Linked DNA regions of Mus musculus: regions 1, 3, 4 and 5 are each linked to region 2. A link is a contact called in public HiChIP or PLAC-seq and promoter capture Hi-C data. All regions are on one chromosome and are shown on one strand. Each heading gives the region's core, a stretch centred on a gene start, on an enhancer-like site or on the middle of the called end of the contact. The rest is flanking DNA. Distances are from core to core; before and after follow the strand shown.

Evidence for each region. Promoter capture Hi-C pulls out the DNA fragments that hold promoters and counts their contacts. HiChIP or PLAC-seq counts read pairs in DNA pulled down with a chosen protein or histone mark. Capture Hi-C pulls out chosen DNA fragments and counts their contacts.
Region 1: an H3K27ac HiChIP or PLAC-seq map of trophoblast stem cells shows a contact between it and region 2, with 8 read pairs. The contact joins the enhancer-like site here to the promoter of Leng8 in region 2. A contact is called at or near these places in 4 of 39 promoter capture datasets (cranial neural crest, embryonic stem cells, maxillary cranial neural crest and 1 more), 1 of 484 Hi-C or Micro-C datasets (the Ba/F3 cell line) and 2 of 115 datasets of contacts at active chromatin or transcription factors (astrocytes and trophoblast stem cells).
Region 3: a promoter capture Hi-C map of embryonic stem cells shows a contact between it and region 2, with 2.2 times the contacts expected there. The contact joins the enhancer-like site here to the promoter of Leng8 in region 2. A contact is called at or near these places in 4 of 39 promoter capture datasets (cranial neural crest, embryonic stem cells, hippocampal neurons and 1 more), 1 of 115 datasets of contacts at active chromatin or transcription factors (bone marrow-derived macrophages) and 1 of 9 other capture datasets (liver).
Region 4: a contact with region 2 is called in a promoter capture Hi-C map of liver, with 5 times the contacts expected there. The contact joins the promoter of Zfp784 here to the promoter of Leng8 in region 2. A contact is called at or near these places in 13 of 39 promoter capture datasets (the 3T3-L1 cell line, 3T3-L1-derived adipocytes, the HPC-7 cell line and 8 more), 3 of 484 Hi-C or Micro-C datasets (B cells, cardiomyocytes and liver), 2 of 115 datasets of contacts at active chromatin or transcription factors (fetal liver and thymic regulatory T cells) and 2 of 9 other capture datasets (adipose tissue and liver).
Region 5: a promoter capture Hi-C map of liver shows a contact between it and region 2, with 5 times the contacts expected there. The contact joins the promoter of Sbk2 here to the promoter of Leng8 in region 2. A contact is called at or near these places in 5 of 39 promoter capture datasets (cranial neural crest, erythroid cells, liver and 1 more), 2 of 115 datasets of contacts at active chromatin or transcription factors (double positive thymocytes and large pre-B cells) and 3 of 9 other capture datasets (adipose tissue, liver and pancreatic islet).

Annotation. Positions count from the first base shown.
Region 1 is chr7:3,200,225-3,202,924 of GRCm38.p6, forward strand. No RefSeq gene overlaps it. Among named protein-coding and RNA genes, the nearest start is that of Mir290a, 17 kb to the right of the region's middle. RefSeq lists a cis regulatory region at 1-2,700. Within about 2 kb of position 1,292, at least 46 of the 459 cell types and tissues checked have an H3K27ac peak or open chromatin away from gene starts, as enhancers often do. A contact at or near this core is called in embryonic stem cells, stem cell-derived epiblast-like cells and trophoblast stem cells, where this site is marked.
Region 2 is chr7:4,136,181-4,138,904 of GRCm38.p6, forward strand. Leng8 (leukocyte receptor cluster (LRC) member 8) reads left to right here and starts at 1,300. Exons shown (of 16, transcript NM_001374609.1): 1 at 1,300-1,439; 2 at 2,516-2,608. The coding sequence starts at 2,571. D030047H15Rik (RIKEN cDNA D030047H15 gene) reads right to left here and starts at 746. Exons shown (of 3, transcript NR_033548.1): 1 at 381-746.
Region 3 is chr7:3,266,900-3,269,599 of GRCm38.p6, forward strand. No RefSeq gene overlaps it. Among named protein-coding and RNA genes, the nearest start is that of Nlrp12, 19 kb to the left of the region's middle. Within about 2 kb of position 1,267, at least 24 of the 459 cell types and tissues checked have an H3K27ac peak or open chromatin away from gene starts, as enhancers often do. A contact at or near this core is called in embryonic stem cells and pre-B cells, where this site is marked.
Region 4 is chr7:5,037,142-5,039,841 of GRCm38.p6, forward strand. It overlaps Zfp784 (zinc finger protein 784), which reads right to left and starts at 1,305. Exons shown (of 2, transcript NM_001039532.2): 1 at 1,194-1,305. The coding sequence starts at 1,271. It also overlaps a transcript of Zfp580 not described here.
Region 5 is chr7:4,963,006-4,965,733 of GRCm38.p6, forward strand. Sbk2 (SH3-binding domain kinase family, member 2) reads right to left here and starts at 1,401. Exons shown (of 4, transcript NM_001146329.2): 1 at 1,296-1,401; 2 at 1-180. The coding sequence starts at 178. It overlaps Sbk3 (SH3 domain binding kinase family, member 3), which reads right to left. Exons shown (of 4, transcript NM_001200041.1): 4 at 2,255-2,728.

The DNA of each region.
Region 1 (2,700 bases), core at 42-2,541, 940 kb before region 2:
TTTCATGGGTGTGTGATCAGTCTCTCTTCTACCATACTGTGAAAACCAACTTCATCACCAGGTACTAGACAGTGGTCCCAGCAACAAAGCAGCAGCCAAGGGAAAATGGCTTTCCCTCTCCCTGGAAAGGAGGGATGTGGGATGCCTGGGGCCTGGGAGTACAGATCTGTGCTAAAGAAGCCAAGCTGAGCTGCACACAATTGTCCCTAGGGTGTGGAAGAAAGTTAGCCATGTCAAAGCCTACCTGGCTATAGAGTTGATTGAGGGCAGCCTAAGCATGGTAAAATCCTGAATTTTAAAAATGAAGGTGTGCCGGGCATGGTGGTGCACACCTTTAATCCCAGCACTCAGGAGGCAGAAGCAGGGAGCTCACCGAAAATTCCAGGACAGCCAGGGCTACACAGAGAATCCCTGACATTTTAAAAAGGAGGAAGAGGAGGAAGAAGAGGAAGAGGAGGAGGAGGAAGACAGAGACAGGGAGACTTGGACTTGCTTGTGCCTAGTAACACATTTTTTAGTATAGAATAGAGTTTATTTAGGGCATGGGCAGGGGAGTTGAAGGTAGTAGAGACAGAAAGGCAGAGAGAGTGGGGGGGGCACGTGGAGAGAGGGGGAGGAGAATGGGGAGAGGAGGGAGAGAGAGACAGAGAGAAGAGCTATTTTGGTTTTTTTTTTTTTCAATCTCAGCACTTAGATGGCAAGCACATGTCTGGGGGTAGCTGTCAGCCAGGACTACATCGTGATACTGTGTCTTGGGGAGAAAGCTCTGTTATTAAAGCACTACTTACTTTAACAAGTAAAAAACGTAACATTTGGGAGCCCTCAAACGCACTGACATTCCAGGTGGCCTTGTCAGCCTGCCTGTAATTCGGGTTTTTAAGTCAAAGTTAAAGCAAGAGAGAAAAGATCCCACCCAAGGAACGCAGTGATAGAGGATCGGGAGCGCAGCTCAGGGTTTAAATCAAGCACAACGTGCTTTTTCAAAATGTGGTGGTGAATGGCTTATTCCTGCCACTCGAGACTTAAGGGCAGGGTGTTTCTGTGAGTTCCAGGCAGGCCAGGCCTACATAGTGAGACCAGGTCACACACACATGCAAAGCATTCCTTACTGAAAACAATGAGGGGATCTCCTGGGGCAGAGGCAGGTGTGAAATTCTGGCTGGGTGGAGTAGAAGGCCTCTTTATCGAGTCAGTTTAGACTGGACTGAACCGGGCCAAAGGAGCCGAGCACATCACACCTCCCCGCATTATTTCCTGGAACCTGGGCAATCTGAAGGCAGAGAAAGCTGCCTGGGGCCCACAGCCCGGCACTCCTTCCCGTATCAGCTCTGAAATCTGCAGAGCTGAGATCTGGCAGGAAGCAGGAGACTCAGTGGGAATTCTATCTGTCTAAAGTCTTTGTGTGAGTCCAGATCTCTAGATCCTTACGCAAAGAGTAAAGTTAGGAGGACTCCTGACTTCAGGGCTGGTGGGGGCAGGGCTGGCTGCCAGCCTGAGAGAACAAAACGAAGCAACTGTGCTGTAGTTTGAGTCTGGTCTGCAAGGTGACTCCTGGTATAATACCAGCCCTTGGAAAACAGAGTCCTGAGAGAGAAAAAAGTAGGAGAAAGTTTGAAGCCAGTTTGGACCACATAAAAAAATAGACTCTGTATCTAAAACATAACTGGGGCCAGGTGTGGTGATAGGCATCTTTAAGCCAGTATTTGAGAGTCGAAGGCAGGAGGATGTCTGTGAGTTCAAGGCCTCTCCTGCTCTATATAGCAATTTCAGGACAGCCTCTACTCGGAGAGGCTCTCTCTCAAAACCACAATAAGCCAGGTGGTGGTGGCACAGGCCTTTAATCCCAGCACCACTTGGAAGGCAGAGGCAGAGGCAGGCGGATTTATGAGTTTGAGGCCAGCCTGAGTGAGTTCCAGGACAGCCAGGGCTACACAGAGAAACCCTGTCTCAAAAAAAACAAAAAACCAAAAAAAAAAAAAAAAAACCAATAACTGGTTGGTGACTCCTGTCTCTTATTCTAGCACTTAACAGGCTGAGGCAGGAGAATTACTGTAAATCCCAAGGCACTCTGTGCTAGACAGTAAGACCTTGTCTGAAAGAAACTGTATATAGCAGGCATAGTGGCAAATGCCTGTTATCCGAGCATTCAGGTAGAAAAACAAGAGGATCAGGAATTTGAGGTCATACTTGACTAGACAACTAGTTTCAAGCCAGGCAGAATTATATGAGATTCAGTACCATGCAAGCAAAACAAAAACTTCCAGAGGTGGTGCCATGTGTATTTAAGGTCAGGAGATAGATCTCTTTGAATTCAAGGCCTCCCTGGTCTACACAGTGAAACCCTACCGAAAATAAACACACACACACATGCAAGTGGTTCTCTGTGTTTGAGGCCATGGTCTATGGAGCAAATTCCAGAACAGCCAGGCCTACACAGAGAAACCCTATTTTGAAAAACCAAAACTGGGGCTAGTGAGATGGCTCAGCAGGTAAGACTACTCTCCTGGGGGTCCTGAGTTCAAATCGAGCCAGCAGAAGTACTGAGTTCAATTCCCAGCAACCACATGGTGGCTCACAACCATCCCTGTAATAAGATCTGACACCCTCTTCTGGTCTGTCTAAAGATAGCTACAGTGTACTCACATATAATAATAAAATAATAAGGGCTGGTGAGATGGCTCAGTGGGTAAGAGCACCTGA
Region 2 (2,724 bases), core at 50-2,549:
TCTAAAATAAAAGTTCATTATAAAAAAGAGATGGGAAGAAACCTACCAAGCTAACACTAGCAAATGATACAGAGTTATCCAAGTGTTGTTTAATTACCAAAAGTTGCTTGTACAATGTGAGACTGGAAACTGGTCAATTGATGAACAATAATTGATAAGAAGGTAGTCTTATCAATTATTTTAACGGGAGATCCCAAGTTGGGCTGCATAATTCAATCACTCCTACTGTAAACAGTGAGCTTTAAGTGGCGGCCCACACCTTAATCCCATTAAGAGGGAGGCGGGTTTCTGAGTTCCAGGGCCATCCTGATCCTAAAAGATACAGTTCTGCTAGCTGCCACTCCGAGCAGATCTCACCATCCCAACACCCTACAAGGTACCTTTCCAGCGTCACAGTCCAGTGGCTACTCCCATTCCTCAAGCGACGCGTTTCCCGCTTCCTTTGGTTCGCACTCGCTGTTCCCTACGCCAGGTGCGCCTTTCCAATTTTACTCACTAAATAAACCTTCCAAGGGAGGATTCACCTTATCCCATTTCCCTCCACCCGCTTATATATTCATTTATTTTAAATCGTCCTAGCGCAGTGCGCAGCCTCACAACTCCTGTCCCTATGCGTTACATCTGAGAGACTATTGACTGCTGAGTCAAAACTAAGCTGTTGTGAGCGCGCACGAGAGGCTGGGAGGTACTTGTCCCCACGGGGCCACCGTCTAGGGCCAGCTTCCGGCTTGCTGACAAACGCCAACACGCGACTGCGTTCGCGAGACGTGTGGTGGGCGGTTCAAGCCGAGCGGTGACGTCTATTGGCTGTGCGCGACACAGGGCGGGGACAGACGTCCGGGTAACGTCATCACGCCACGGTCAGGACGTTCGAGCCCCAGACTAGAGCCAGCCGGTGACTGAGCGCTGTCTTGGTTGTCTTGAAGCTGCCTTGGACCGCCGGTAACGAGTCCCGGGAGCGAGCGGTCCTAGTGAGTGTGGGTAGTAGTGGGAGGCCTGGCGGGCGAGCACAGGGACGCCTTCGGGCTCCGCGCTCCGCGAGCCCTGGCCTGTTTGGTAAGGCCAACCGACGCCGCGCCCTGCGTCTTTGAAGGGTGTGGCCGCCGGAGCGCCTCTGCGCATGCGCGCCGGGTGTACGCTGGGGGGGGGAGGGGGCGGCTCCCCTACGTGCGCGTGCGCGTCCGCGTCCGCTCTGCTACTGGCCCTGGGAACCCTGCGGTCCCTAGTGCCCTAGACGCACCCCTTGCGGGCTCCATTGACCCGCTGTTACGCTGGCCTTCCTGTTGCCTAGGGCAACCCAGAGAGGCCACCCTCGCAGCGTGGTGCGCAAGCGCGGCCCGGCCGGTGGCTGGTCGCGGGGGACAAGGGAGGTCGCTTGTGTTCAGGGCGGCCTCAACCTCCACCTAGCGTCGTGGACTCCATGCCTGCGGGACAGCCAGGTGCTTCTGAGCTTACAGTCCGTGTTGTTCTCGTCTGTAAATCAGACCCCTTACTCCTAATACCAGTTACGAACACGAGGCTCTCTTTTGTGCATCCCTAGTTAGGACCCCTTGATACCACCCAACGGATTGGGTTTTTTAAAGGCCTTTGAGACCTGTCAGTGCCCCTTAGGCTTCCTATAAGGGTTTCAGTTTCTCCAATAGGCTTCTTTTCTGTAAATCCTGTTGTTTGGACCGCTCCAGCCCTGTTGGCACGGTGCTCAACCCATCCTATTTCTTATGGTACTATCCACCCCACCCCTAATAGTTTAAGAATGTTGTGGGCCTCTGTTATCTGCAGACACCTTACTTGAGTAATTGCCACTTGTTTGCTCCCAAACCAACTCCCACTCCTAGGAACATCCCATACAAGTCTGGAGACTGTAATTGATCTGAGTCTGGTAGGTGCTGCCAGGCAGTGACTTCACAGGAAGGAGTCTCCTGCACCTTCACCTGGCTGCTCAGCGGGATATCCATACTTTACCTTTTTCTTTGAAAACTTTGCTCTATTCTCCAGTGTTCTCCCAGTCTCAATTCCTTCCTCCTCAGAGTATCCCCAAAGGCTTCCCTCTCCCCAAACTTCTTTGTAGCTAGTACTTCAGTCACTGGAGAGCCTTCCTCTTGCTGTAGTAGAAGTATCTTTAGATTTCCTATCCAGGACTGAGGTTTCTGCATCCACCACTTGAGTCAGGTCTCCCTCACAGCCACACTCGTAATGCAAGTCTCAGCTTCTTTGTCTTTCATTTTCATATCCTACAGGCTAGTCTCGGCCTCCAAGGGAGGTGTTTCCTTTCATGCTCAGGTCTCTTCACTCCACACTAGGAACTGATTCTGATTCTTTAAGCTGTTTGTTTTTGAGACAGGACTGTAACTTGTAGCCCAGATGGGTATTGGAACTCCCAAAAGATTGCTGGCATTATGGTCATGAGCCACCACACTTGCTTTCCTTTCCATTCTTTGCCAGTGTTCCCTTCTATGAGATACCCTCTCTTTCTAGCCTATCTTCTCTTGGGGCTAATTGATCTCTTTTCTTATAGACATTTAAAAAGCAGCCTGGCTCCCGAGGTCTATTCCCTACACCCCAAGGTCCAGATGGCGGCCAACGTGGGTGATCAGCGTGCTGCAGACTGGTTAGTAGGGCTAAGGGAACACAGCCCATTGCAAGAGGAACAAGACACAACGGGTCCTTGCACAGCTTGGGGGAAAAATGCTCATTGTGGGGGCTAGGATGGAGGGGCAAGCTTCC
Region 3 (2,700 bases), core at 17-2,516, 870 kb before region 2:
GAGGGTCCACAGAGATAGACATGGGGACAAGAGGCAACTAGGGGAAAACACACAGCAAGGAGTGGTCAGAGAGCCAGTAGCAAAGGGAAGACACAGACTGGAGGAAGACAGAAGACAAGAAAAATAAAGAACAGCGGCTGGAGAAGGGAAGGGATCAAAAGCCCACAGGAAGGCAAAGAGAGAGACAAAGAAAGCCTTTCAGGTCTTTGGGAGACACTGAGCTAGCCTGGGCTCCTGAGACACAGTTATTACAGGAACCAGTATAAACTTGCCCTCAGCTTCCCCAAAGCCTCAGGCCTTAGGGACCCAGAGAACATCTAAATTTGTTTCACTCTTTTCCCGTGAATAACAAAAGTTTGAGTGATTAACTTGACTTCTTTCAGATGTTGCCCATGGGGACTTTTATTTGTTTGTTTGTTTGTTTGTTTGTTTATAGTATATCTTCTGTTGGGTGCTAGAAAGTTGGCTCATTGGTTAAGCCAGTGGTCCGTCCCTCCTCCCTGTGGTCTGAGGAATGTAATTAGCCCCTCCCTTCCGGAGCGAGGGGTGCCTATTATCTTATGACATTTCTCTTCCAGAAGGGGAGGGGTCCTGTGGAATTTTCTAAAGTTCCTGAACTGACCTCTGCAATTTGACCACCCACTACTTCTTCAATAACCCTATTCTAGCCTCATTAAAAAGTCTATGGTAGCCCATAAAAAGTCTATGGTGGCACATGCTCTCCCAACACTCAGGAGGCAGAGGCAGGTGGATTTCTGAGTTTGAGGCCAGCCTGGTCTATAAAGTGAGTTCCAGGACAGCCAGGGTATACAGAGAAACCCTGTCTCGAAAAACAAAAAACAAAACAAAACAAAAAAAGTTTATGGTGAGTCCTGCACAAGGCTCTCCTCCTCTACATCTTTAGTTATTTTCTTCTGCTCTGTGGCCCCCAGCTTTCTAGAAATGGGTTGAATAGAGACCACAAAGCAGGAGAGGGCTGGCACCATGGTGCAAGCCTTTAATCTACGCTCACGGGCAATTGAGGCAGGATTATTATGAGTTGGAGGCTAGCCTGCGCTACACAGTGAGACTCCCCTCCGAAGTAACGATTTTTTCCTGGAATTTATTAGTCCCCTTTATCATGAAGTGTCAAAGTTCTCTTTCTGGAGGTTTTCTACAGAGGCACGTGACAGGAAATGGGCCCAAGGGAGAGTCTCCAAAGGGAAACAGGCGCAGACACCCAAAGACAGTCAGACTCTGTAAAGTAAGACCGGGGCAGGACTAGAGATGGTGAAGAGAGGCAGCTGGGGAGAAACAAGTGGTCAGAGGGCTAGAGGGAGGGAAAGATACAGATCTGAGATAGAATGTAACAAAAATAAAAAACAGAGACAGAGAGGAGATTGGAAGGGATCGGAAAGGCAACAGGCAAACAGAAAGAAAGAAAGAAAGAAAGAAAGAAAGAAAGAAAGAAAGAAAGAAAGAAAGAAAGAAAGAAAGAAAGAAAGAAAGAAAGAAGGAAGGAAGGGAAAGCAAGCCTTTGAGGCCCTTGAGAGATCACACCCCAGTGTGAAAGGAGGGACTTTTTTTTTCTCTGTTCCCTAATTCCTCTTTGTCCCTGGGGACAAAGAACAGTTGTAAAACCCGCAGTCATCCCTAAGGGACTGACTAACTCAACCTCCTTCAAGCGTTTCTCTGTGGGAACTTGTTTGGATTTTTGTGTTTTGGAGAGAGTTGAGGGTTTTGTTTTGTTTTCTCCAACTGTTTGGTTTCTCCAAGAACTGTGTAACCGCTGGTTCCATTCAGAAGAGAGACAGAGCAAGAGTGAGTGAGGTCAGGAAGCAATGAAGGTGGAACCAGAGGTCAGAGAACAGATATATGTGATAAAGATCAGCTTTGCACAAGGCTGGACGAGGATGAGGGATCAAGAGTCAAGAGGAAAGAGTGTGAAGGATAAATGCACTGTTGATCAGGTAAAGTGCTAGAAGGAGAGCGGAAAACGTAAGGGGAGAATGAGGGGCTAGGCTGGACATGGTGGTGCGCACCTTTGATCCCAGCACTCCTAGGCAGAGGTTGCCAGATCTCTGAGTTCGAGGCCAGCAAAATCTACAAAGTGAGTTCGAGAAATACACAGAAAACCCAACTAATAAATAAATAAATGAACAAATAAATAAGAAAGAATAAGAATTAGGCAGCTGGGCCTTTAATCCCAGCACTTGGGAAGCAGAGGCAGGCGGATCTCTATGAGTTCAAGCCCAGCCTCATCTATAGAGTGAGTTCCAGAGCTGTACAAAGAAACCCTGTCTCGAAAAACTAGAATAAATAGTGAAGTAAACAAATAAATGAATAAGAACGAAGGCTAGGCAAAGGAGGCTGAGCTTTTGTGTTGGAAGAAAGTGAAAAAGCCCTTGTGGTAGGGAGCAGCTCCTCTGAGAACGGGTGAGAACAGGCATGGGAGGTGGGTGGTGGACGTGTGCAGAGCTGGATATCAAAGAAAGCTTTCACTGAAGAAAGGGGTTGTTGCAGGAATGCAGAAAACATGACAATGTGGAAGAAAGTATCAATCAAATGAGTGAAGATGCGGTTACACTTTGGGGACAGTACAAAGTAACAAGGAAGGAAGACCCCCCGACCGAGGAATAAACACATCTGCATACTATGTATAGAAGATCAAGGTACTGGAGAGATGGCTCAGGATTAAGGGCTCTAGAGCAGTGGGATTCA
Region 4 (2,700 bases), core at 55-2,554, 900 kb after region 2:
ATGTGTGTTCACTGTGTGTGTCACTGTCCATGGAGGTCAGGAGTGAGGGTCAGATCCTCTAGGAATGGAGTCACAGGTGGTTGTGAGCCTCCATGCGGATGCCCGGAACTGAACCTCTAAAAGTGCAGCCAGGGCTCTTAAATGCTGAGCCATCTCTCCAGCCGTATCCCTTGATTTCTTAACCCTGTTATCCATGATACCGAATTTTTGATGGATCCTTGTTCTGGCATTTCCCCTTCTTGACCCAAATATACCACAGACACGGTGGTACCTCTCCTCTGTACTAGTTAAAAGTCTCATAATTCCCCCCTTAGAATGAAAAACACCACTCAGAGGTAACCCCTGTTCCTGCTTCTGCCCCTCATTATCCACCTCTTCTAGAGCACCCTAAATGGACTTTGGAAAATGCAAATGAGGTCATGACATTTCGCCACTCCAAGTCCTCCGATTGCACTTAAAACCTCGTGTCCTTCCTATAATATCCAACACGATCTGGATCCTGCTTATCTCACTGACTACATTGCAACCATAAGCCGGCACCCAGCTGACTTCTGCCATTTAAATTTAGCTTGCTCCACCCCCACTCTTAAGTGCACCTTTTATTTCTCTTATAGGACATATTACAATACTCTTTATCGTCACTTTTTCTCCTCATAAGACTGCAAGTTGCAAGAGGACGCAATCGTTGTCCATTTTGGTCCCCTGGAGCTTTAAATGTTTGCTGAATGAACCAATATTTTCAGTTACTTTCCAGTTACTAGTTATAAGTTCTAAAGTCATCCGAAGCACCCATTTCTCCTCCCTTGGGCATTTGTAAGGCAGTCAGTCCTTGTATCATCACATGCCATCCCAACACGGTGACCGAATTATAGCTCTCCTTTGGGGTCACCTTCCCAACCATCCACTAGCCCTATAATTTCCCTGGTGCCCCGCCCCTCTTAAGATGCCACACTTCTTTATGCAAGCTCCCTTGTCCTCTCCCTGGACCCAACCAAGCCCAAGACACAAGCTGTCTTCAAGACCCGCCTCAACCAGGCCTCGCTCCTCATTCCCCATAGGCTCCTCCCTAAACCCCGCCCCAGAGGGTTACCATACCCCCGCCCAATTGTTCTAGGCCCCGCCTTGACCCCGCCCCTTGCCCTGCGATCTTCTTCGCTGTGAACCCCCGGCCCAGACCCCTTCGTCGCCCGCACCAGGTCCGGCGGCTCCGGGGATGGCGACTCCCGGGTCGGTGAGCTCGGAATCGGGGGATCCGGGCGCGCGGCGGCCATCTTGTACCTAAGCCCGGTCCCTGAGGGCAAAGATTGCTCCGCGAAGGGCGGGGCCGGGCTGGCGGCGCTGCGCAAGCGCGGGGCAGGTCGACGAGGGGCGGGATCATAACCGGTAGATGAGCGGGGCCCTGGCGGGGTAGGATAGGCGGAATCCGGCAAAAGGTCTTCAAAACCTGTCGGTCCTCCGCATGGGCTGACTGAACTTGCAGCTGGAAGGTCGGCCACACCCTAGCGACGCATTCCAATGTCTCCCCACTTTTTATTGTTTAGGCATGTTTTCACTATGTATTCCTGTCTGGCCTAGAACTCTCTTTGCAGACCAAGATGGCCTCGAACTCACAGAAATCTGCTGGCCTCTGAGCCATAATGATCGGCCTTCCAAATCCCCTTTTAAAACTAACTGCAGGTGAGCCCGAAGTTTGCTTATGTGAACTTAAAGGCATGGGAGATTCTAACGTTTCTGAGGTTACTTTCAATTCATGGTGCAAAAGGTAGCGGTTCAGTTTATGAATGGGAGGTTTTCTAAGTCTGTGTCAAGAATGAGACTCATTCGGGAGTGGGGGGTCGGGGAACCCGGAAAGGGGATAACATTTGAAATGTAAATAAAGAAAATAACCAATTTTAAAAAAAGAAGGAGGAGGAGACTCATGAGCTCAGGTAAGATTCCAGACGGAAGCTAACCCCTCTCAGTTGCTGTGATGTTTGGGAGAAAAGAGCTCAAAGAGGGTTTTCGGCAGCACTAAGGACAGGGCTCTTTTGAGAGTTAAACTCACTCTAGGGCCTGACTTTGTGACTTGATAAGTCAGGACACTTCTGTGATCATCTCCTCCTCCTCCTTTTTTTTTTTTTTTTTTTTTTTTTTTTTTTTTTTTTTGAGACAGGGTTTCCTTATGGGATTTTCTTTCTTTCTTTTTTTGTTTTTGTTTTCGAGACAGGGTTTTTCTGTGTAGCCTTGGCTGTCCTGGAACTCACTCTGTAGACCAGGCTGGCCTCGAACTCAGAAATCCACCTGCCTCTGCCCCCCCCAGTGCAGGGATTAAAGGCATGGGCCACCACTGCCTGGCTTCTCTTCCTATTTTCACTCATTCCTTGTTTCCTACCTTCTGACTACGCCCCATACAGTAAGGTGACCTCAAACTTATGTAGTCTATGCTGGCCTTGAACTCTATTTTGATTTTTAAAGGTCTCCTCCTCCTTCCTTCCCTCTGTCCCTCTTTCCTTCCTCCCTCCCTTCCTCCCTCCTCTTCCTTCTTTCTTCTTCTTCTTCCTTCCTTCCCCCTCCCCCTCCCTCCTCCTCGTATGGGTGCTCTGTCTGTCCACCACTTGTTTGCAGTACTCATGGACATCTGAGATGGGGAAGTTACAGAGGGTTGTTAGCTGTCATCTGGGTGCTGGAACCAAACCCAGGTCCTCTGAAAAATCAACAAAT
Region 5 (2,728 bases), core at 151-2,650, 830 kb after region 2:
CTTCCACCTCAGTTTGGACCAGGGTCTGGGCACTCAGAGCCATCATGTCCTCCAAGGCCAGAGCAGCCTCCTGCCCCTGCTGCAGCTCCTCTACCGTTAGGCCTCCCAGGCCTTCATCACCTCCATCCTCCACAGTTGACACTTCCATTGGCTTGTCTTCTGACTGTTTGCCTGGCATTTCTGCAAGACAGACAAAAGGACTGTGACCCAGGACTCAGAGCTCGCTAGCCTATGCCTAGGGGAGGAAGAGCAAGGAAACCTGACTTCTGAGGGGTGAGGGCTGGGTCTAGATTCCTGGGTCCAAGGGAGGAGGGCCAGGGTCTGGGCTCCAGAGTCTGAGGGAAGGGGACCACAGTCTGGACCTCAAGGTTTAAGGGAGGAGGGCTGAGGGCTGGACTCCTGGGTCTGAGGGAGGAGGGCTGGGGTATGGACTCTAGGTTTGAGGAAGAAGTCTAGACCTGGACTTTCTCATCACCACTTCTTATTGTGACTCATTTCCATTCAGTAAGAGACCCTGAGGAGTGGAAAACAGTCACTTGTGTGAGGTGAGGTCAACTGAGAGGTCAGATGCCCCCCCCCCATTCCCACTGCCACCTGGTGGCCTGAGGGTGAAAGATGAACCAAGTCATCGAGACACCCCCCATCTTGTTTCCAAAGCAAACAGACTTGGGCCCAGAGTGGATGAGCGGTTTCTCTCCAAAGAGAAAACAGGTGCTCTCTGCCTCCAGGGAAGGGTGGGGCTCTCCACAGCTTGGGACACCCGGGTCCTGCCTGTAGCTGTCACTTGGACCTGTCCCAAGCCTTTAGCACTCAATCATTTTGTGGTTCAAGTCTCACAGCTCAGAAGCTTATCCCTAGACCCAGGGCTCGAGACCCCAGCACCCAGAGAAATAGACCCCAACCCTCCTCCTTCGAATTCAGGGCTCAGACCCCAGCCCTCCCTCCTCAGATCCAGGACTCCAGGCCCCATCCATCTACCCTCAGATCCAAGGTCCCAGACCTCGGCTCTCCTCCTTCAGACCCAAGCTTCCAGACTTCGGGCCTCCTCCCTTAGACCCAGGGTTCCAGCCCTCAGCCCTCCTCCCTCAGACTAGGGCTTCAAATCATAACTTATTACTGTCCCAGGAACTTCTAAAACTCACACAACTTGGGCCTTGGATTCTGTCCCCAACACTAAAGCACTCGATTGCTTCAAGGTGTCTCTTGTCCTGTCGAGGGGCCAGGACTCTTGCCACCTGTTTTCCTGTTCAACTGCAGCCTTCCCTCAGGCCGGTTAACCTTGCCCTACTTCTGACCTGGGCTCAGAGCTCCAGACTTCGCCTTCTCCAAGGCTTGTCTGATCCCTTTCTGCCTACTGCAGTTAGCGCCTTGCACTTCGGGGGTTCCTGCCAGCATCAGACTGCTCAGGAGCAAGTCCCGCCCTCACTCTGGGGGTTCGTAAAGCTCCGCCCTCTGCCCCGCCCCTTCTGCCCCCCATTGGGGGCAGAGCGACATCGTGTGTTGAATCCTAGTACTGGCTGTGGCTGGACCACACCAGTGTGGCTTAGCTCTCCTCCCTTGGACCCAAGGGTTCAGGAAGCCTTCTATCAGACCCAGAAATGCAAACCCCAGCTCTGCTTCCTCTCTTTCAGAGTCCACACTCCAGTCTTCATTCCTCAGATGGAAGAATCTAGAATGCATCCCTCCTATTTCAGACTAGAGAGGGTCTAGGTACCATCCTCTCTCCCTTATATCCAAGATCCCCTCCCCCAGCCCTCCTCCCTCAGACTCAAGGATCCGGAGCAGCCTTCCTCTCTCAGGCCCAGGATTCTAGACCCCAGCCATCTTCCTCAGGCCCGGAATCCCCGGAACGAAACTGCTTTCCTCAAACTCAGGAATCCAGCGCTCCTCCATTTGACCCAAGGATCTTGACCCTAGCCTTCTTTCAGATCTAGGGGTGCAGCCCCTGGCCTCTTCCCTCAAAAGGTCTCGGATTTTCTTTAATCTGATCCCATCTGCTCTGTTCCTCAGCTCCTGACTCTGGCGCCCTGTTGACAAACAAATCTTTTGAGAGGTGTATCCAGGAGCCATGCACTGGGGTCCTGTTTAGGAACAAAATAAGAGAGGATTCTAAAATGATGTCATGAGAAATGACCTCAGACTGGGGACCAGAAACAGGTGGCAGAGCAGCTGGGGATCGAGGATGACTGTACCCCTTTTGCGGGACAGCTGTTGGGTTTAAAGCACCGAGAACCACGTGGGTTCACTTCATTGTCCAAAATACACTTTTTATTTTGTAGATATTTTTAGTTTTACAAAAACAATCACAAAGGTCACACAGTTGTAAAAGACACACAGTTGCCAAGGTCCCTTGGACCCTTCACACAGCTTGCCCCAAGGTCAGCATCTTACCCAAGATTCATCACTAAATTAGCAAAGCTTTCAACAATAGTCATCCATCCTACCCACCATCTTTGTCCTCAAGGTCCTTTTCCTGTTCCCAAGTCCAGTCCGGGGCACCATGGTTCATTTGGTGAACTCACTGTTAAATCTAGAAAGTGTAGGTTCCTGGTTGGGATTATAGTTCTGGCTGCAGTCTTTGTTTTCCCTGCATGAACCTCTGGAAGCTCATATCCACCACTGTGTAAATCTCCATCATAACACAGGCCTGTAATCCCAGCATTGAGAGGTGGACGAAGGATGATCAGAAGTTCGAGGTTACCCTCTGCCACCTAGTGAGGGAACATCC